Regions from separate parts of the Ovis aries genome. Here region 2 is linked to region 1. Evidence: chromatin contacts called from public Hi-C data. All regions are on one chromosome and are shown on one strand. The core of a region is the stretch at or near the end of the contact, and the rest is flanking DNA. Distances in the headings are between cores, read along the strand shown.

Region 1 (4,424 bases), core at 1,025-3,524:
GTGGTATTAATGGACTGCTTTGGATGTGCCAGGCACTTAAGTTATACTGCAAAGCCTAAGCTACCCTAAAGGAGCTTAGCATCTAGTGAAGGGGGCCTGCAGGTAAGTACAGTGCAACAAGGCACGGTGAAAAGAGAGGATGCCCAAGGTCTGCCTGGAGGCGGCAGGGGCTTGGAGAAGAGTCAAATTAATCAGACTGGAGGAATCTGAGGATTTCCAGAGGAATTTCAGAAGGATTTCCAGAGACTGAGTTACATTTTGAAAACGGATTTGAGTTAGCAAAAAATGAAAGAACCAGATGATGACAATAAAGGAAAAAGCAGAAAGCGAGATGAGGACTGCAGTGCAGGCAGAGAGAACAGCGTGTTCAGAGGCGTGCAGGGGTGAAATGACCTATCATGTATGGTGACCCAAGCTTCGTCTTTGGAGATAAGTAGCGTGAAAATCATGAAAGGCTGTATTGTGCTAGCTACAGAGTTTGAACTTGATCTTGAAGGTCATGGGACAGGTTTGTAGGATTTTCAGCAGGAAAATGACATCATCAGATGTGTGCTTTGGAACTGTTCTTGTTTTAGTATGGGGGATGAATTGGATACAGGCCCAGAGATCAATTAGTAGCACTTGCATTAACATTGGGCATGCTATCCGTCCTTGGGTCAGAGCACTCACAGAGGGAATAGAGTGGTGTGTGTATCAGAGGAGTGTGAAACTGCAGGACTTGGTCAGCGAGTCAAAGACAGAAGTCTGGGGACTCTGGATTTTTGGCTTGGGTTGCTGGGGATGAGATGAGGAGGAGGATGTGGGAAGGGTGTGGACTCTGTGCACTAATGGGATTTTCAAGTGAACCTTCTGGGCAGGAGGCTGGATATGTGGGGAGATGCCTGGACCGAGATGGAGAGAGAATCATCAGTTCGTGCTGTGTGCTTGAAACCATATGTTTGGATGAGGTCACCCTGGAATGGTAACAGGATGTGAAGAACAGCAGCTTGGGATGGCTCTCAGGGCCACAGAGATGTGGAAGGGAATGAGAAGGAAGGAAGCTTACCATTTAGCACTTCAACCAAGTTAAAGATTTTCAGGACTGAGAAAGTATTTGGAGACTTAGCACCATAGTTAATTTTGAGTGTGCATTTTGAGTGTGCCTCCAACTCAAAATACGCTCTCATCGGAGCCTGCATTGCTGTGTTCTTAGGAGATTTTTTTTTTTTCCCAGCTTAGTTTTAGAATCTGTTTTCAACATATCCTTCCCTACAGAAAGATTAGATGTAATGAGTATTAATAAAGGTAGAATCTGAGAATTCTAACCCATTAAGATGAGGGAACTAGGTTCCTTACTGTAATTTGTCATTATGATATTCATTCCTTCTACAAATATTATGAGGGGCCTGCTCCGAGCAAGTCCTGTGAAATCTTCAGGTCTCTGCCTTTTACTGAAAAATTACAGTATTAAAGTATTTGCTACTAGGTTCTTAAATTAATAAATTTGTACTTGAAAAAGATAATTGTGTTAGCGTTTCTGAATTGCTTATTACCAAGGTCTATGGGAAGACCTTCATGCTTTGGGTTTATAAGCACTTTCCTGTCTATATAATATTTGACTTCATGTAGCACAATAAAATTTTCCTGCTGCTTTCACAGGTATTTTATAATTTGATCCTCTTAATGAACAGCTGAGATAGGTTGGATAGCCATCATTCCTATTTTCCTGATGTAGAAACAGAGGCTCAGTGAATAAGCACATAATTTAGGAAGTAAGTGAACAAGAATTCACCCCTGGTCTTGTGACCATAATTTCAGTGTTCTTTCCATGAAAAGGGACATATTACTCAAAGTTTAGATGTTAGTAGTTGGGCAATAGCAGACAAACAGGGGGGAAAAGTTCTGATTTTTTTGAGAAATATTTGTCATTACTACCATCTTCAATTAATAATATGTTGAGTGGTCAAGGAGTCTGTGATGCTGTAGTAACTGTGGATTCTATAATTTTAGTTCAGAAACCCTTTTTTAAATGACAGGTTTGTATAAAATTGGCAAATGCATTTGTTTGTCTTTTCGTTTTTGTTTAACCTGGGGAAAGGCTCACTATTTCAGTAACGGGTGTGTGTCTTCTGCTGTTAATGTGGAACACTGAACTGTTGGAAATATTTAATTTTCCCTGTGGGATTTTCAAGAACTTCTGCTTCTCCAGTGGAAAAGTGGAGCTGCCAGCACCCTGTGAGGGAGTGTGGCCTACATGTGACTGGTTGACTAGGAGACTTCTCCCTTAGTCCGGCTGAATGGGGGCAGGATAACCTTGGTAGCCCTTGTCAACATTCTGTCTTGCCCTGAGTGTATGGGGACACTTTAGAGGGTTAGATGTGGTCTACCCTGGACTCTGATCTTCTCTCCTATCCTTAACCTATTTGTCCCTCTGTTTATTGATTCACTGATGATTGATTCATTCCTTCTAAGAACTATGGGTGTGTGAAAAGCACTGCGGGAAAATGAGTTACGTACACACTCTGGTAGCAGATGGCGGTGAAATGTGTCCTGAGGGCAGGGTGCCTGGGTTCTGTTTCATTTCTGCCCCTGGGCGGAATCTGCTTTACACTGAACCAGCTACACTTTATGTAAGAGGGGCTCTTATCAACAATTGTTTTTATAATCCTTCTTATAATTAAGAATGTGTGTTTAAGAAATAATGGCCAAAATGTTTAGAACATTGCTGTATTGTTGCCTTGTTTTTATTGTCTGTCTTCTAAATGACTTTAAAAATACATAATGAAAAGATTTCAAAATAAGTCTTTTTGGAGCATTAAGTCGTCACCTCTGTATGCGTATTGAGAACAAGCAGTTGGGTAGAAATCTCCAATGCAAGAACAAAGTATTACTTTAGAAGGTGAGACTTACAGGTAGCAAAAGCTGTTTAAGGGAATGTGGACTGTCTTTCTCCCTTTCTGTTAATTTTCTGTCTTGCACACTCTCATTTTATTATCTGCATAACAGAATGGAGGTTCTTTGTCCAGAAAACTCCATAATATTTCTTCTGCTGCTGCTCTGGAGGATTGACAGCCTGCTTCTCAGATGTGCTAAAGCAAAGCAGTAGAAATGCCTACAATTTCAGTCCTGAAGTCTTTTTTCTTCTTCAAAACAAAAGGTTAAAAATATGTAAAATGAAATTCAGTTAGCAAATTTATAATCACCAAATGAATTAATGATACTTTCAAAGATTATCATGCCAAACATAACAATTTTTTGTTGTACATGTTTTCATATTTTAAAATTAAGCTGATGTAGTGAAGAGCACTTTTTCAAAAAGTATTTTAAAATTTACCCCGTGTTTCCTGTTCTTATTATCTTTAAAAAGGAATAAAATGATCTACTCTGTATTTTTTTAACTTCTCTAACTTTTACCTATAACATGAGGTTGTTATGAAGAAGTAGTTTACCACATGGGAAAGTGTATTTTAAGAATAGAAACATATGTTAAAAGTACCCATCTTTCTGTTCATATTACTAAGTTAGTATTGCTTATTCTCAGGCATGGGGTGCGCAAAAGTGATTTTCAGCCCTCCTTGCTTGCTTTTCACACGACCTTTGTCACTCTTTCTTGTTAGTGTTCTAGCAAGTAACTTATCTGGAGAAGGACATGGCAACCCGCTCCAGTGTTCTTGCCTGGAGAATCCCAGGGACGGGGGAGCCTGGTGGGCTGCCGTCTCTGGGGTTACACAGAGTCGGACACGACTGAAGCGACTTAGCAGTAGCAGCAGCAAGTAACTTATCAGGCAGGGCCTGTAGTTTTAATGCAGAGAAATGAAATGACCTTTTTTAAAACTTGATAAAAATGTGAACCTATTTTTCATGATTAAAAATTGAAAATCAGTTTCAGAATACTCTGTTCTTATTGTCTTCATATAACCTGTAAAACCAAATCGAGCCCAGCTCAGTTTTGCATTATTGTAAAAATTCCATTTGTGGCAATAGTGTTTTTTGGACTTCCTGTGGTGCTTGATTCATTAACTTCTTGTTTTTTTAAAGGATTACAACCACATAAGTTAAAGCGCCTTTCAGTTTTGTTCTAGTACAGTCATTTCTCTCAGCCCTTCGGAGCCCTACTTGCAGTTTGGAAACATATTTCTTTGTGATGCCCTTACAGGAATTTGTAAGTGTCTGGGTTCGAGATCCTAGGATTCAGAAGGAGGACTTCTGGCACTCTTATATCGACTATGAGATATGTATTCATGTAAGTATGCCATCAATAGTACATAGAAATCATAGTAATTTTTAGGTAGCATTCATTTGATGGGTACTACGATATAAGTGAAATTTATAAAAATGTTTCTAATTCAAAGAACTGAATTTGAATGATTGCAACTAATGCTTGTCTCTTAAATGAAGTAATATGATGGTTCCTAAAGTTGAAAAATGGACTTATTTGAATTCCT
Region 2 (4,452 bases), core at 1,283-3,782, 440 kb before region 1:
AGGGAAGGAGTGTCTCCAAATAGCTCACCCCTGGATGTCACAACCTCCCCTGTCCCACTCCTGCCTCCTCTGTGATCTGCATGGGAATCAAAATACCTTCCACAGGAGTAGAGTTGACCATAGACCAAGACCTCAAAAGTGGTCAAGCATCAGAATAAATGGAAAGGAATTCTGCTCTTTGAAAGAAATGGTTCGTCACATAGTGTCACTTTGACATCTATAAAAGATTATACTTAAGATAGTAAGAATATCTTCAATAGTTCCTGTGACATCATTTTCTGTCCCTGAATACGATGTGTGCAACATGAAGATAATGTTAATACGGAGAAAGTCTGCAGAGGGAGGGTTTTAATCACACAGACTACCAGAGCAGTCAGGAAGGAGTGTGGTGTTTGCTGCATTTGTGATTCCAGCTGGGGGCCCTATGCTGGGATGAATCTCGCCCTCTTCTGGCCTTGCTTGGCACTTTCAGAAATGAGATGTGAACACTGCAAATCGCTCCTGCTGCTGCCTACCTGCTTCCTGAGCTCTGCACCTGGGGGCAGGGAGCCTGTCGTCCCTGTGGCTCATGGTGCCCACGGGGCCCACAGCAGGGTGTTTTGAATCGGATACTGCTGGGATATCTAAAAGAACCGGTGAGGGATGAAACCTGGGTTTTTGAAAGTTGTGACAAATTAGGGGGCAGATATAAAAATCCAGGACTCCTATGCCGGTGGTACTAGATTTCTGGATGTGTCAGAAAAGACAGGAACAGAGGAGGGAAACCTGTCAGCTGAGCAGGGACACCATTAATAGTGTCCCTTAATAGTGTCACTTAATAGTACACCATTACATTTTAACCTAAATCTGATGAACTATTATGATGAACACTGTTTGGGGGCGGGCCCCTGATTTTCCTCCTTTCCCTTGGTCTATTACACTTTCACTGATCTCAGGAGGAGGTGGCGTGGACAGCAGGGGGATGTCTGTCCCAGACTTGGCCATTCAGAATCCCTCCTTCTCCGCCAAAATCACTGGCCATATAAATCCATCCCTGGGATTATCTGCTGAACCATGACCCCTGTCCCTGCTTCCACTCTTCCAGGCTGTAAACGAAAGAATCCTGACCATTCAAGCTATTGACAGGACCCATAATATGTATTGTTCTAATGCATTAGCACCTGATGCAACCCAAATTATGAATTACCATAATTACCAAGGGTAAAATCCAAGGTTAATGATGAAACAAATTAATGCATACTTAAAATATATAAACGTGTTCTATAACTACTACAAGATGAAATAAGGTTAATTAAAGTAATTTTCAAAATATTAACAGCACCACAGTTCCAGCGAGTGCAGGAACATTATCAGCACGTTTGAATCATTAAAGGATTTAAACAATTTATAGAGCCATGGAGAGAGCACTTATATTTTCGAAGGTCAAAAAAAGGATGCACTCTTCAGCTTTCTTGTGTTGTGTGCGAGCCTATTTTGGTTTTCACACACTGCGGCATTATTATACTTAAGATTTAAGCTGCTCTGATATTATTTCTAGTAAATAGTAGATTTTTACTTATGAAAGAGGTTATCTTGCCTATAGGAAAAATAATTGATTAAGTTTAACTGTTCATAAATGGACAGTTATTTGTAGGTACTTAAACATGAAGATCTATCCAAGTGCAGTCATTTGTCATTTTTACTGCTCATCTGACTGCGTATAAGCGCACAACTGAGTTCAAAATGGTGAAGCTTTCTATAGAGCTACTGCTGCTTTGATTGATAATGAGAAGATAGAGCCACCATTTTTAATTTTTAAAATGCAAGATTATTCTGGAGTAAATTAACCTAATCACATAGCACAAGTAAATTAATGTCACTTCATTACCTAATAGCAAAAATAATATTAACCTAAAGAATCTAAATCCACTTCTGACACATATTCAATTTTTATAATGTTACGTTGACAGTTTTTTTCTGGATTATATGTGGTGGTTTTCAACATCAGCTGCTCTGCTAATTGGAAATTCTGGGAGTGAGAGCACAAATATGCCTGTGGTGTGGAAGAAGGCTGCTTCAGGAATTGATCCAGCTGTACCACACCTCAGACACCACTCCACTAAAACACCACTGAGTAGTTTGCGTGGCCGGTCTGCCATAAATTCACCCAGTGAGAAAGTCTCAGGGCTTTCACTCCTGTGGCATAAGTGGATTTTTTTCCCCAAGCAGCCCACCTGGAGTTCTCATTTGAAGAGTTCAAGCTCTCCAGCTCCTTGACACCCCCAACACTGTGTGTGCTGCGAGAGTCCAACAGTGTCTACACCATCTTCCCCTGCACCCTGAGGGGGTCTAGATCGTCCCCAAACCGGGCTCCACACGTGGGTCACACAGGCTGGAAGAAAGTCCCTGAACTCACAAAATGTCTCCTCAGCCTTAACAGCTAGCAAAGTTGGGAAATTTATGTTGCAACCTTGAGAAAGGCAAAGTAAATACAGAGCACGCCAGCTATTTGTTTTCCTGTTGATGAATTCTCCAAGTTCAGACTGGAAGCCCTCCAAGGACTAAAGTCTCCTCCCAGAGTGGAATGTTAACCCCGAGTCCTTCGGCTGCTTTCCCTCTGGGTCTGTACTTCTCTTTCTTCCCTCTAGAAAGTCCCAAATTATCTCTGGGCTTTTGCTTGCTGGGGATGTTGTTCAGGGCTGAGTCTGCTTCTCCTGATCCCACAGGACAAGCCAGGGCCAAAGACAGTGAAGGCAGAAACCACGTGACTACTCGGTAGAGGAACTTTCAAGAAGTTCTCGTAGCAAGGCTTCCTAGAGCCCAGCTCCTGCACATTTAGTGGAACTGGCTCAGCTCATGCAAGAGAGTCAATTGTTTGGAGCCAAAACTTTCTAGCTTTAAGTATTTACCACACACTCTATTGCAAATCTTATATCATAAATCTTGTATCATCTTCTCCTTGGTAACGTAACAAATTAGTCCTCCATTTGTTTGGTTTTCTCTTTATATGAGCTAGTTTACAGACTAGCATAGGTAAAATGATGGTTTTAAATACTAACCATTATTTGTTGTCAGTGTTTACTCTGTTTTTACTATATTTAAAAAGTTAAATAGAATTTTTCCTCACTATAAAATTGCTACATGCTCTATATGGAACATGAGAAATGACTAAAAATTTAAAAATATTATTTATAATTTCATTACCCACAGTTAAGCATTGTTAACATTTCCATAAATTCTTTTTTTTTCCTCTGGTAGCTGCACTATCTTGATGCTGACTTTTTTCATTACATCTTATATTATGAATATCTTCTCAATGTTTATTTACTGCCAATAATCTTTAAAATGAGGTTTTTAATGACTTTGCTAACATTTCATCATTGGAATGTATCATAATACTCTTAACTAACCTCCTATTGGTGGATATTATAAGTAACATTCCAGTAAACACATTCCTATGTAAATCTTTAGTCACATATCCTTAGTATTAATTCCTTAGGATAGATTCCTAGAAGTAAAATTACTGGGTAAACATGTAGAGGAGCAGTGTTAATACATTTCACCAAACTCTTTTTTCCAATGCTTGTCCATTTATGCTTCCACCAGCAGTGACTGAGATGCTCTAGTTAGCTGTGTTTTCATCCACGTGGAAAACTGCTGTTTTCCTACCCTGGTCAATACAAGAGATACCTCTGCTGTCGAAACAGGTGGTGTGGCCCAGGGATAGGCAGGGCTGTAATCTGGGAATCAGGAGGCCTGGGCTTGAATGTAGGCTCTTCCATTAGTCAGCTCTGCAACTCTGTGGAAAACCCTCAGCAGGAAGAATGAAAAATTGAAACAGTAATGACTGCCCACATGAGATAATAAATATGAAAATGTTTTGTAAATGTAAAATGTAAGGGTTTCTCTTTGCCGCTAAAGAACTTGCCCACCAATGCAGGAGACATAAAGAACAAGGGTTCAATCCCTGGGTTAGGAAGACCTTCTAAAGGAGGAAATGGCAACCCACTCCATATTCTTGCCTGAAGAATCCCATGGACAGAGAAGCCTGGCAGGTTAAGTCCATACGGTCACTCAGAGTCAGACACGACTGAAGCAACTTAGCATGCTCAGACACAAGGTTTTCCTATTACTGCCAGGTGCTTACCCATTGCCGAGTGAGTGAGCGAAAGTCGCTTAGTCATGTCCAGCTCTTTTCAACTCCATGGACTGTAGCCCGCGAGGCTCCTCTGTCCATGGGATTCTTCAGGCAAGAATACTGGAGTGGGCTGTCATTTCCTTCTCCTAGGGGGTCTTCCCAACCCAGGGATCAAACCCTGGTATCCTGCATTGTAGGCATACTGTTTACCACCTAAACCACCAGAAAAGCCCTACCCATTGCTACTAGTACCTAAGAAAAATTAGGATTTGAGTATGTACATTATGAACAAAAGACGAAATATTGATTTAAGTTTTCCTTTTTCAAAATAAGAG

What was found. Hi-C and Micro-C count contacts between places; a contact is called where the count stands out from the background.
Region 2: a Hi-C map of liver shows a contact between it and region 1, with 10 times the contacts expected there. The contact joins two enhancer-like sites. A contact is called at or near these places in 14 of 16 Hi-C or Micro-C datasets (blood, hypothalamus, liver and 7 more).

Annotation. Positions count from the first base shown.
Region 1 is chr4:71,182,216-71,186,639 of ARS-UI_Ramb_v3.0, reverse strand. SNX10 (sorting nexin 10) reads left to right here. Exons shown (of 6, transcript XM_060415039.1): 2 at 4,136-4,222. Among named protein-coding and RNA genes, the nearest start is that of SNX10, 50 kb to the left of the region's middle. Within about 2 kb of position 2,274, at least 7 of the 54 cell types and tissues checked have an H3K27ac peak or open chromatin away from gene starts, as enhancers often do. A contact at or near this core is called in liver and tail adipose tissue, where this site is marked.
Region 2 is chr4:71,617,636-71,622,087 of ARS-UI_Ramb_v3.0, reverse strand. No RefSeq gene overlaps it. Among named protein-coding and RNA genes, the nearest start is that of MIR148A, 52 kb to the right of the region's middle. Within about 2 kb of position 2,532, at least 8 of the 54 cell types and tissues checked have an H3K27ac peak or open chromatin away from gene starts, as enhancers often do. A contact at or near this core is called in liver and tail adipose tissue, where this site is marked.